2 separate regions of the Sus scrofa genome follow, and region 1 is linked to region 2. A link is a contact called in public HiChIP or PLAC-seq data. All regions are on one chromosome and are shown on one strand. Each heading gives the region's core, a stretch centred on a gene start, on an enhancer-like site or on the middle of the called end of the contact. The rest is flanking DNA. Distances are from core to core; before and after follow the strand shown. Region 1 overlaps RASA1 (ras GTPase-activating protein 1). Region 2 has its middle 150 kb from the start of RASA1.

What was found. HiChIP or PLAC-seq counts read pairs in DNA pulled down with a chosen protein or histone mark.
Region 1: a contact with region 2 is called in an H3K27ac HiChIP or PLAC-seq map of alveolar macrophages. The contact joins two enhancer-like sites. A contact is called at or near these places in 5 of 47 Hi-C or Micro-C datasets (alveolar macrophages, embryonic fibroblasts, fibroblasts and 1 more) and 1 of 2 datasets of contacts at active chromatin or transcription factors (alveolar macrophages).

What each region holds. Positions count from the first base shown.
Region 1 is chr2:94,892,684-94,898,727 of Sscrofa11.1, forward strand. The region is part of intron 1 of RASA1 (ras GTPase-activating protein 1); the gene reads left to right. Among named protein-coding and RNA genes, the nearest start is that of RASA1, 16 kb to the left of the region's middle. Within about 2 kb of position 4,413, at least 2 of the 83 cell types and tissues checked have an H3K27ac peak or open chromatin away from gene starts, as enhancers often do. A contact at or near this core is called in alveolar macrophages, where this site is marked.
Region 2 is chr2:94,723,600-94,729,596 of Sscrofa11.1, forward strand. No RefSeq gene overlaps it. Among named protein-coding and RNA genes, the nearest start is that of RASA1, 150 kb to the right of the region's middle. Within about 2 kb of position 2,577, at least 6 of the 83 cell types and tissues checked have an H3K27ac peak or open chromatin away from gene starts, as enhancers often do. A contact at or near this core is called in alveolar macrophages, where this site is marked.

The DNA of each region.
Region 1 (6,044 bases), core at 3,163-5,662, 170 kb after region 2:
CTGAGTCCCCCATCATTTTGCTTTTCACATGTCTTATTTTAAGTGATCTGATTATAGAGAGCATATAGTTGGTTCTCACCTCCACCCCCAAGCCCACACTGCTAATCTGTCCTTATTTGGTGTGTTTTAAATATTTACAGTTATAATAATTATTGACATGTTAGGACTTAAGTGTGCCTTCTCTTTCTCATTTCTCTGCTTCTCTGTTCTTGCTTTCCCTTGAGTTATTTGAACATTTGTTAGGATTTCATCATGATACATTACAGTGATATTTATATCACTTTGTAGATATTAAAAAATATGTGTGTAATTTACTGCAGTCTGTAGGTATAAGCATTTTATTAATTCAAACGAAGTGAGGAAACTATTCTTCCACTTATCTCCCTTTACCTTCCCACTTTGACTATTTCTTCTGCATACACTGAGTAGCTTTTCAGATGGTATTAATATTTTTGTTATCGTAGAATATACATTATGTAAAACTTATCATTTTAATCATTTTTAGGGTATAGTTCTGTGGTCTGAAGTGTATACACATTGTTGTTCAACCATTACCACCACCTACCTCCAGAACTTTTCCATCTTCCCCAACTGAAACTCTGTACCCTTTAGACACTAACTCTCCTTTCCCTTTTTCCTCAGCCCCTGGCAACCACCATTTTACTTTTTGTTTCTATGAATTTGACTCCTCTAAGTACCTTACATAAATGGCATCATGGAATATTTTCCTTTTGTGACTGACTTATTTCATTTAGCATGTCTTGAAGGTTCATCTATGTTGCAGCATTTGTCAGAACTTTGTTTTTAATTAGGTCTGAATACTACTCTAGCCTTACACCACATTTTTATTCATCGATGGACACTTGGGTCCCTTCCCCTTTTTGACTGTTGTGATTAATGCTATTTGAACATAGTGTAAGTATCTGTTTTAGTCATTTCTTTCATTTTAGGGGTATACCTAGAAGTGGAATTTTTGGATCATAGAGGACTTAATTCTGTGTTTCAGTTTTTGAGGAATTAGGATAGCATTTTTGATAGCATCTATACCATTTTGTAGCCTCAGTAGCAAGTATGAGGGTTCTAATTGTTTCATATCCTCACTATCACTTGTATTATCTGAGTTGGTTATTTATTTATTTATTTATTTGCTTTTTTAGGGCTGCACTAGTGGCATATAGAAGTTCCAGGCTAGGGGTTAAATAGGGGCTACAGCTGCTGGCCTACACCACAGCCACAGCAACACTGAATCTGAGCCGTGTCTGTGACCTATACTACAGCTCCAGCAGTGCCAGATCCCCGACCCACTGAGTGAGGCCAGGGATGGAATCTGCATCCTCATGGATATTAGTTGGATTCATTTGCACTGTGTCACAATGGGAACACCCTTTTTTTTTTTTTTTTTTTTTTTTTTTGATGATGATAGCTATCCTTTGGGTATGAAATTGTATCTCATTGTGGTTTTGACTTGCATTTTCCTAATGTTGAGCATGTTTTCATGTACTTAGTGTCCGTTAGTATATATTATTTGGAGAAATGTCTTTTGTCATTTTTGGCTGCCCTGTGGCATATGTTGCTCCTGGTCTAGGGATCAGATCTGAGCCACAGTTGCAGCTGCGGCAATGCCAGATCCCTAACCCACTATGCAAGGCTGCCCATGTCCAAGGCTGCCAAGACACTATTAGTCTCATTACACCACAGTGGGAGCTCTTGCCCATTTTTTAAAAATCAACTTGTTTGTTTTTGTTGAGTTGTAGGTGTTCTTTATATATTCTGGATTATCAGTTTCTTTTTCAGATAAGTGGTTTATAAACATTTTCTCCTGTTGCGAAGGGTTGATTGTTCATTATTGACAGTCTTTTGATATAGAAGTTTATTAATTTTGATGAACTCCAACTTAGCGAATTTTTTTGCCTCTGAAATTTTTATTTTGTTCATTTGCTATGATTTTAAAATCTTTTGAGTAAGAGAGTAGTCTGTTGAATCTATTATATTTATTCATATTTTTGCTTTCCCCATTGTTCTTTCTTCTTTCCTGTCATTCCAAAGTCCTTTTTATCACTTGAAAACTTTCCTTAGCCATTCTCGAAGGATAGTCTGCTATCTGACAGATTCTTTTAGTTTTCCTTTCTCTTCTATGTCTTTATTTCTGCTTTATTTCTGAGAGATAATTTTGTTAGATATAGAAATCATGGTTGACAGTTCTTTTCTTTCAGTGCTTTTGAAATTTTTTTGTTAGTCTTCTGACCTTTGTGGTTTCAGATGAGAAAATGGCTGCAATTGAGTTGGTGTTCCCCTGTAGGCAGTGCATCCTTTCTCTGTGATTGCTTTCAAGATTTTTCTTTGTCTTTGTTCATAGATAATATGTCAAGCTGTAACTTCTCTGGGTTAACTTGTTTGTGGTTTGCTCATTTGAATCTGTAAGTTTATGTCTTCCTTCAACTTTGAAAGTTTTCAGTCATTTGTTGAAGATTCTACAACTCACTCTTTTTTTTTTTTTTTTTTTCCTTATCTCCATGTAACTCTAATGATAGGGACTTGGATCTTTTATTATTGTCCCATCTATCTGTGAGACCTTGTTATTTTCTTTTCAGTGGTTTTTCTATTTTTGTTCAGATTGAGTAAATTCTGTTGATCTGTCTTCAACTTCACTGATTCTGTTCTCTACTATTCTATTACTACTATTGTCAATAGTAATAATTCCTACTATTGAGCCCATCTAATAAGTTTTTGTTTTTCTTGCTTATTGTAGTTTTCAGTTCTTTAATTTTTTTAATAGTTTTTATTTCTTAGCTTACATTTTGTCTGTTTCAAGAGAATTTGTGATTCACTGATCAAGATTTTTTTTTTTTTTTTTTTTTCGGCTGCACCAGCAGTATGTGGAAATTCCTGGGCCAGAGACTGGGCCAGAAATCAAACCCACACTTCTTGGGCTGCTGCCGTGATAACACTGGATCCTTAAGCTGCCGTACTACAAGGGAACTCTGTTGGAGATTTTTTTTATGATGGCTGCTTTAAAATCTTTTTCAGATGATTCAAATATCTAATTTGTGCCAGTGTTGGCATATGTTGATGATTGTCTTTTTTCCTCATTCAAGTAATGATTTTCTTGGTTCTTAGTATGATGGGTATGTTCCCTAGGTATGATGGATATATTTACTACAGAAAATTTGGAAACCATTGGAACATACAAAGAAGAAAAAAAATCACTTTTTATTGCCGAAGTCTCCTTTAAATTTTTTATGTATACTTCATAACACTTAGCCAAAAAAAATATGTCAGTTATACCTTGAGATATGATAGTGCACGTTTCATTCCAGACTACTGTAGTGAAGTGAACATTGCAATAAAGCAAGTGACACAAACTTTTTGGTATCCTTGTGCATATTAAGATTAAACTGTTTATTCTCTATTATAGTGTCTGTTAAGTGTGCAGTAGTGTTCTAAACAAGTATATAAACCTTTATTTAAAAATACTTTCTGCTAAAAACAGTATTAACCATTATCTGAACCTTCAGTGAGTCGTAGTGTGTGGGGGGATAACATCAGATCACCAAGCACCATAACAAATATAATAATAATGTAAAAGTTTGAAATACTGTGAGAATTAGCAAAATGTGATACAGAGACACAAAATGAGCAAATGCTGTTGAAAAAGTGCTGATAGACTTGCTCACTATAGGGTTACCAGAGTCCTTTAATTTGTAAAAAACACAGTTATCTGTGAAGCACAGTAATAGTTTAGTAAATTCTTTAATTCTTTAGTAAAGCACAATAAAATGAGATATGCCTGTATATATTCCCATTCCCCCCAAATATAATTGTAGCTAACACTTTCACATGTGAGGAAATTGAGGTAAGCAGAGTTTTAGGTAATTTTCCCAGGTCACAAAACTACCAGAAGATTCAAACCCAAACTTTTGATGCCCAGGTCTATACTTTTAACCATTGTGAAACACTCAGTCTTACTCTTTTTTTTTTTTTTTTGCCTTTAACCACTTGTGAAAAATTCCTTCGATAGGAGAACAAACTTATCTTAGGAGAGATAATAGATTAATAGCCCTTTGAAGATATTTTGGATAGTGTTTAAGTGGTTGAATACATATATCTATAGATATTTAAATGTGTTTAGCTACAGATATATACGTGCATTTTGCAAGATTACCTTAAATAGTAGAGAAAGCAGTTTTGATGCCTCTATGCATTTGCTTATGGATATTTAAATAAATAAATGCCTTCTTATATTTGAATGGAAAGTGGTAATAGGCTTTCTTTTTTCTTTTTATAAGTTTTTAATCTTCTTTCAAAAGAACTTTTTTAAATTTTTTGAAAGTAAATGATTATTAGCTTCCTTACTCATTTCTTGAGCCACAAATTGTGTAGAAATTCTTCCAAACATTGTGTCACTAGAGGGTCACTCATCACGTAATATGTAGTAAGCTTGGTTGTTTACCCATAACATTGAGTTTTAGGGTAGCTGCCTAAGCATGGATTTTTGGGGAAATTCCTAATCACTGGGTTAAATAGTGATTATATGGTGGTTTAGGAATAACTTGCTGCATTTCAGTTTTTACCTAAGAAAACTAATCCATATGTCTAGAGTGCATTTCTGTGTGTGTGTACTTAAGGGACATAGCAATGATAAGGTGATGGTAAGAGAAAATAAATTTTCAGTATTTCTTTGGAATCCTATTAGAATTCTCTACATTTGTCATTCTGGCAGCTAAAAATGAGTAAATGATGTAGTTGATGTTTGCTTTTAGTCTTTCATGGCATTCGGGAAAAAGGAGCACACTGGCAGGGGACTGTATCCTCTAGTTCACATTAGAATTCGTGAATATTATCCACAGAGTATTTTCCTCATGAAGCCTTTTTTAAAAAGATAATTATAAAAGTGAGTAGTATTTAAAGTAGCTAGCAATTTTATTTTGACACTTTTTTTGGGACTTATTTAACTTGATAAAATATTGTAGTGTCAAAAATCATACAAAGTCTTAGTGTGCTGTGGAGAAATAGTACTTTTTAATAAATTAAAATTAGTTTTTATGAAATGGTTTTGTTTGCCTAGTGCACAGGGCCTGTGAGAACATGCAGTAGAGGAGAACTTGAAATACACTAGCTAGCAGGTGCATCTTGGTATGCTTTGCATGAGCTTGAGCATTGTCCTATAGATATGTGGAATCCATAGAATGCAATCTTTTTCTTAACTTTTTAACACTTTTTAAAAAAGATGTCAGCAATATGCCTTTCTTTTTCTCCTTTCCCCACTTAAATGTGATCATTTTTTTTTTCTTTCTTTTTTTTGGGTCGTTTTTAGGGCTGCACCTGCGGCATATGGAGATTTGCAGGCTGGAGGTCTAGTTGGAGCTACAGCTGCTGGCCTATGCCACAGCTGCTGCAGTGTGGGATCCGAGCTGCATCTGCAACCTACACCACAGCTCACAGCAACACTGGATCCTTAACCCCCTGAGTGAGGCCAGGGATTGAACCTGCAACCTCATGGTTCCTAGTTGGAGTCGTTTGTGCGGCACCATGACAGGAAGTCCTTTTTTTTCATTTTTTAAAGTTTTATTGAAGTATAGTTGATTTACAGTGTTGTGATAATTTTTTCTGTACAGCAAAGTGATTCAGTCATACATATACATACATCCATTCTTTTTCAGATTCTTCTCCCACATAGACCATCACAGAATTTTGAGTAGAGTTCCCTGTACAGCAGGTCCTGGTTGGCCAGTCATTCTGTATACCACAGTGTGCATATGTCAGTCCTAAACCCCCAGTCCATCCCTTAACCCTCTTGTCCTCTTTGGTAACCATTAGTTTTTTTTTTCAAAGTCTGTAATTCTGTTTGTGTTCTGCAAATATATTCATTTGTATCCTTTTTTTTAAAGATTCCACATATAAGTGATATCATATAATGTGTGTCTTTCACTGTCCACGTAACCTCACTTAGTGTGATAATCTCTAGGTCCATCCATGTTGCTATAAATGACATTATTTCATTCTTTTTTATGGCTGAGTAATATTCCATTCTATATATGTACTAC
Region 2 (5,997 bases), core at 1,327-3,826:
CCTGTCTATCGGCTCTTTTTTAATCCAATGTGTATTAGAAGGCCTTTCTTAATTCTACATTCCCTTATTTATCTTTCTCCCACCATAGTCAGGCTTTAGGAAACAGGTGGCATTTATCTCTTCGTCACCTCTCATTTGTTCCTCTAACTGAACTGTTTCTGCCTCCTGTTAATTCACTGAATCTGCTTCCATCCAGATCACTAATGACTTCCCAATTCAATCCATTGGCCACCTTCAGTCCTGAGATTTAGGCCTTTACATTAGTCTTTGAGACCCTTGACTCCTTTTATCAGACTCACACCTCTCTGATTCTGTGATACCACTCTCCTGATTTTCTTTTTACCTCTCCAGATGATCCTTTCCCATTTCTGATTTGAGTCCCTCTTTTTCTGCCTCCATTCTCCTTTACAAGCTAGTTTGCTTCAAATGTCATGAGTAGGCACCTCTTCTCATTGGACTTTCTCTCTGAACTTTGGAAGGAACCTAACTTCCTAGTTTTAAATGCTACCTAGAGTCACTTCAAAACATTGACTTCTCTGTCTCCATTATTCTAATGCAAACATGTGGAAGGTAGGGAGTTTTTTTTCTTATTCAACATTGTAGTTCCAACATCTAGCATTAGGTGATCAATAAATATTTGTGGAATTAATGAAGGAATTCTTATCTATATTTTTATCCCAGAGCATACATTTTGGGGTTTTTTGGGGGGTTTTGTTGTTTTGCATTGTTTTTGTTTTTGTTTTGTTTTGCTTTTATTTTAGGGTTGCAACCGTAGCATATGGAAGTTCCCAGGCTAGGGATCAAATGGGAGCTATAGTTCCTGGCCTACGCCACAGCCATAGCAATGTAGAATCTGAGCCACGTGTGCTACCCACACCAGAGTGCATGGAAATGTCAGATCCTTAACTCATTGAGTGAGGCCAGGGATGGAACCCGCAATCTCATGGTTACTAGTTGGATTCGTTTCCACTGAGCCACAATGGGGACTCCCAGAGCATACATTGAAGCTCCAAGATTGTACATCACACTGTCTACTTTCCTTTTCCATGCAGATGTTCCCCAAATGTCTTAAGGACATATTTTACCCTAAACTCATCACGTCCATGTGTTCCTGATAGTGCTTAGGTAATAGCCACTCAGCTGTGAGTCAAGGTGATCACCACATCATCCATTTCTTGATATAGCATTGCAGTGCTCTGCTCCTAACGGTTAACAGTGCTGAAAAGAAAATTATATTGCGAGACAAATATTTCACAATATAGTGACTCATACAAGTGTAACCCTTGAAAATATGTCCAGGGCTTACTTATCTTGTAGTGTACCATAAATTCATACCTTCCTATATTTGAATATCTACCTTTTAATCTGCTTGGAATTCCTCTTATGCTCCCTCAACTCCTTCTCATCTTTTTAGAAAAAGTGGATGAACTGTCCTTTCTTTTATAGAGGTCTTCTTGGTTTTTGTCTTCCCCTGCCCAGAATGGAGTGTGTCCAGAGGCTACATGGCCAAATCTCCTAAAGCTTGCCTTGTTCATGGAATGTATCACCTACTATAAGATTTACCTGTTAACATCTTTATTTCTTCCACCAAGTAATGAGCTCCTAGAGGGCAAGACCATTGTCCTGTTCTCTCTCTTTTTTTTTCTTTTTAGGGCTGCACCTGCAGCATATGGAGGTTCCCAGACTAGGGGTCCATTGGAACTGTAGCCGCCGGCCTACACCACAGCTACAGCAACATCAGATCTGAGCCGTGTCTGTGACCTATACCACAGCTCATGGCAACGCCAGATCCTTAACCCACTGAGCAAGGCCAGGGATGGAACCCGCAACCTCATGGGTCCTAGTCAGATTCATTTCCACTGCGTCACAATGGGAACACCTCTGTTCTCTTATATTCTCTTTTATTCTGTATCCCCAGAGACAAGAATGGTGCCTAGAACAGAGTAAGTACTTAATAAATTTGGGTAAACAATGTAGTCAAGCTGAGTGTTTTATTAATTGGATTTAGTGGAAAGAGTAAAATTATGCACAGTTAAATAGATCAGTAGATTAAATGGTAAGTTTTCATCTGGAACACACTGTACATGCTTTTACACACTGACCTTCCCAAAGGGTCGATAAGTTCATCATCCTTAAACTTAATAAGGAGAGGTAAAATGAAGTATAGTTATTTATTCAAGTGTCATACTCACCTCAGATTTGGCAGTGGTTCCACTCAGGTTCCTGAAGTGTCACAAGTCTTCGCCTACTTTGTCCCTTGGTACCTTCCTTCCTGCCTTTCCACGTTTTCTCCTGCTTCCCACTTGGAATATGATCCTGACAATTAGAAATCTGGTAGCCATTTGGGGGAGTCTTAAGAAAAAGGCTTAGAGAATCATAGAGACCTCTTCCCTGACATTTTTGAGCCACTGAACCAACTACTACCTACCTCTATACTTCTTGTTATAAAAGTAAGTCTTAATGTGTTTACGTCACTATGACTAATAGTCATATTAGTTATATTAGTCATATACTTAACTGTAAAGTAGCCAACTCCCTCATGTTATTCAAAGTGTTTTGAGACATTCCTATTGCCTACATCTCTGCTCCCCACATTCCTGCTGCATCCCTTGATACACAAATACATGTACATACACAGGCCTCATTCATCAGCTGGCTGAGGCCAGAAATTCCACAATTTGAGATTCATTTCCTTATTGTAAGTCTTTGAATTCATCCAAAATACAAATACCTCTAGAATTAGTAACACATAAGCCTTAAACATTCATGCTCTCAACAAACATTTATAGCTTATTTATTGTGTTGCCCAACATTTTGAGAGGGATCTAAAAGTTAATAAGACACAAGCACTGCCTCAAGGGTGTTAAGACTCCATTGATAAAGTCCATCCTGAAAACTCATATTAAAAATAGAATCTAGGGGAGTTACCATTGTGGCTCAACAGTAACAAACCAGACTAGTATCCATGAGGATTCGGGTTTAATCCCTGGCCTGCTCAGTGGGTTAAGGATCCAGTGTTGCTGTGAGATGTGTTGTAGGTTGCAGATACAGCTCAGATCTGGCATTGCTGGGGCTGTGGCTGTGGCGTAGACTGGTATCTACAGTTCCCATTCAACCCCTATGCTGGGAAATTCCATATGCTGCAGTTGCGACCCTAAAAAGAAAAAGAAAAAAAAAAGAGTCTAGGAATTCAGAAAGACCAGTAGGTTTGTGTTATTGAGACCCAAGGAAGGTAAACCAAATTCGTTATGGTGAGTAAGGGAGATTTCCCAAAAGAACTTCCATTTCAGTAGCATGTAAGTAGGAGCAGTAAGAATTAGAGTGCTGGGGTTGGGGGTAAACTGGTGTGGGTGGGTGGGTGGGTGGCTGTGTATAGGTAGGCAGGTAGGGCAGGGGTATAGGATAAGAGTGAAGAGATCAGCAGGAGGTACAGTCTAGGCCTCTTAAGTGTGGAAAATAACCAATATTTCAGCCTGACTGGCCCATAGGGTATCTGCAAGTATATTGTAGGAGAGAAAAGGAAGTGTCTTGTGTTCAGTTTTATGAGTTTGAACTTTATGCTGGCAATTAAGGCTATTGAAGGATTCTAATCCATGTTATAATATGACTAGATCTGAATTTTATAAGATTATATTTTTCAGTAATGTGTAAAAAGAATTACAAGGGAATAATTCAGGAAACAAGGAGTCCAAAGAAGAAGATATCCCAGAAACCCAAGAAAACAGCAATACCAGAAAAAATTAGCACAAGCCATGGCAATATGGTTGGTTAGGGTATAATTTCTGGAAAATATTTATGAGATCAGGTGGACTGGGTTTGGTAACCAAGCAGATTAAAAAAGTGTATAAGCAGAAAGATTGCAAATCCTGTCTAGATTGCTCACTTGAGAAATAATACTTATAACTCTTCATACTAAACTTTTAATAGGTTCTAAATAAGTGAAAATGTTGAGCTTTAAATAAAAACCACTATGACTCAAAAAAGCCCAATAGATAAACCATCACTGCCCCCTATCACCAAGCAGCCAAATTTGACCAATATTAGAAAAAGACATTTTATTTTGGTGGAGAATGACAGAATAAATTCACCTTATTTATTTATTTATTTTTATATATAATGATTTTTATTTTTTTCCATTATAGTTGGTTTACAGTGTTCTGTCAATTTTCTACTGTACAGCATGGTGACCCAGTTACACATACATGTATACATTTTTTTTTCTCACATTATCATGCTCCATCATAAGTGACTAGACATAGTTCCCAGTGCTACAGAGCAGGATCTCATTGCTAATCCATTCAAAAGACATTTTTTTTTCATTTTTGAGTATTCTATAAGACAGAGTCCTAACATAAAAAAAAATGTAATTTTCAACTCATTGTGAATGATAACACTTTCTGATGGAGAAATTAGGGTTTAGAAATAGTATAGGGCCAGATGAAAACCCCATAACAGGAACTTAGACATGCCCGTATGGGATTAAACATAGATGATCAGTTTCAAAATGTTCTTCTGAAAAGTGACAAGTATTCTGGTGCCAGTGCTGTTTCAATGTGTGCACTTCTCTCCCCTTCCTCATCTGATCTGAATTTCCAGTCATTAGTCACTGTGGAATGTGGAATTTTCTCAAATGAGGTTTCAACCTGACACCATCACCATGTCACCTTTCCATAGCTGAAATAATTTGAGGCATCCATATAATAAACAACAGTAGAGATGTGTAAATAATCTGCCACAAACCGTCAGTGATTAGGATTGTTTGTCTAAAAATGTCCTTAGGTCAGCTAGCAGGATGCTGTTCTTCTAACCTTTTCCCATTCTGGTTTTGTTTTGTTTTGTTTTGTTTCCATTTGCTGACTTCTCACAGGATGTGAAATTGACTGCAGTGGCACAGAACCATGAAGAATTTTTTAGAATTAATCAAGACCATACAGCATAGCCCATATGTCATTCATCTTAAATTCTCAAATGAATTCTGATGATGATATTTATAAAAGATGTCTGTATGTCTACTAATGCTCCCTTTTTCCTCAAAAGATGACTTCTCAGTCATAGAATGTTCTACTTTTTTCCCCCTTAATCTCCTCCAAGAGGCACTGCTCATGAGAAAAGAACACTGTGGTTTGTCCCAAGAAGAATGGAGAGTATCCTTGCCTGTCTAAATTTGCTAATCTCCTGAAATACGAAATATCTGAAACTGCTTCAGTCGATCCCCCATCCATCACACCTATGCAGACAAAAATCACTGACATTGAAAATTAAAATCCTGTACCATTTTTAATATACAGTTTGTGCCCTAGACTGATAATGAGTTCTTTTTAAAAGTATCACTGATTTGGCCACAAGTCACTGGCTGTCAAAAAATGTCAGATTGCTCTTCTGATAAAGTGACAGAACATGAAATATATATTTGAACATAGGTTGCTATTTAAATTGTGGAGCTCACACCTAAGGAAGCAGTACCCTTAATTGGAAAGTGTCTTAAGAAAGATCACAGTGTATTCCAACAATAGAGTACCCAGTTATAGTTTTTGATCAAAAATAATAAAATAGTGCTAATTTTATATTCAGTCCATACAAACCATTAAGATTTTTTTAACATGTATAAATATTTGTTTCCAGTCTAGCTGTTGTAGAAATGGTGCCACTCTGAAACCTTCTCTATTTTAATAAGATTCTTCTTTTATAAAGCTCTCTTACTTCAGCTCTAACACTATCATATTATGTTGAACTACATAAAGATAGTATTTACCACTCTTCTAAACACGTCTTGGCACCTGCACTGCTTGGAAGAAAAATGAAAGTGTGATTTCTTTGCAGCAGGTGAGGCCCTGGTTTCTCTCCTGTTGGATTCACCAACCTGCATGTCCCCCATGACAAAGGGCCTGCTACTGTAAATGTCTAGGTTCAGACTTTTGCCTTGATTCCTTATTTGGGGTTTTCATCAGTCCCTGAAGAGGAGACTGGGTGTTTTATTCCAAAAGTCAAATTGAAGTT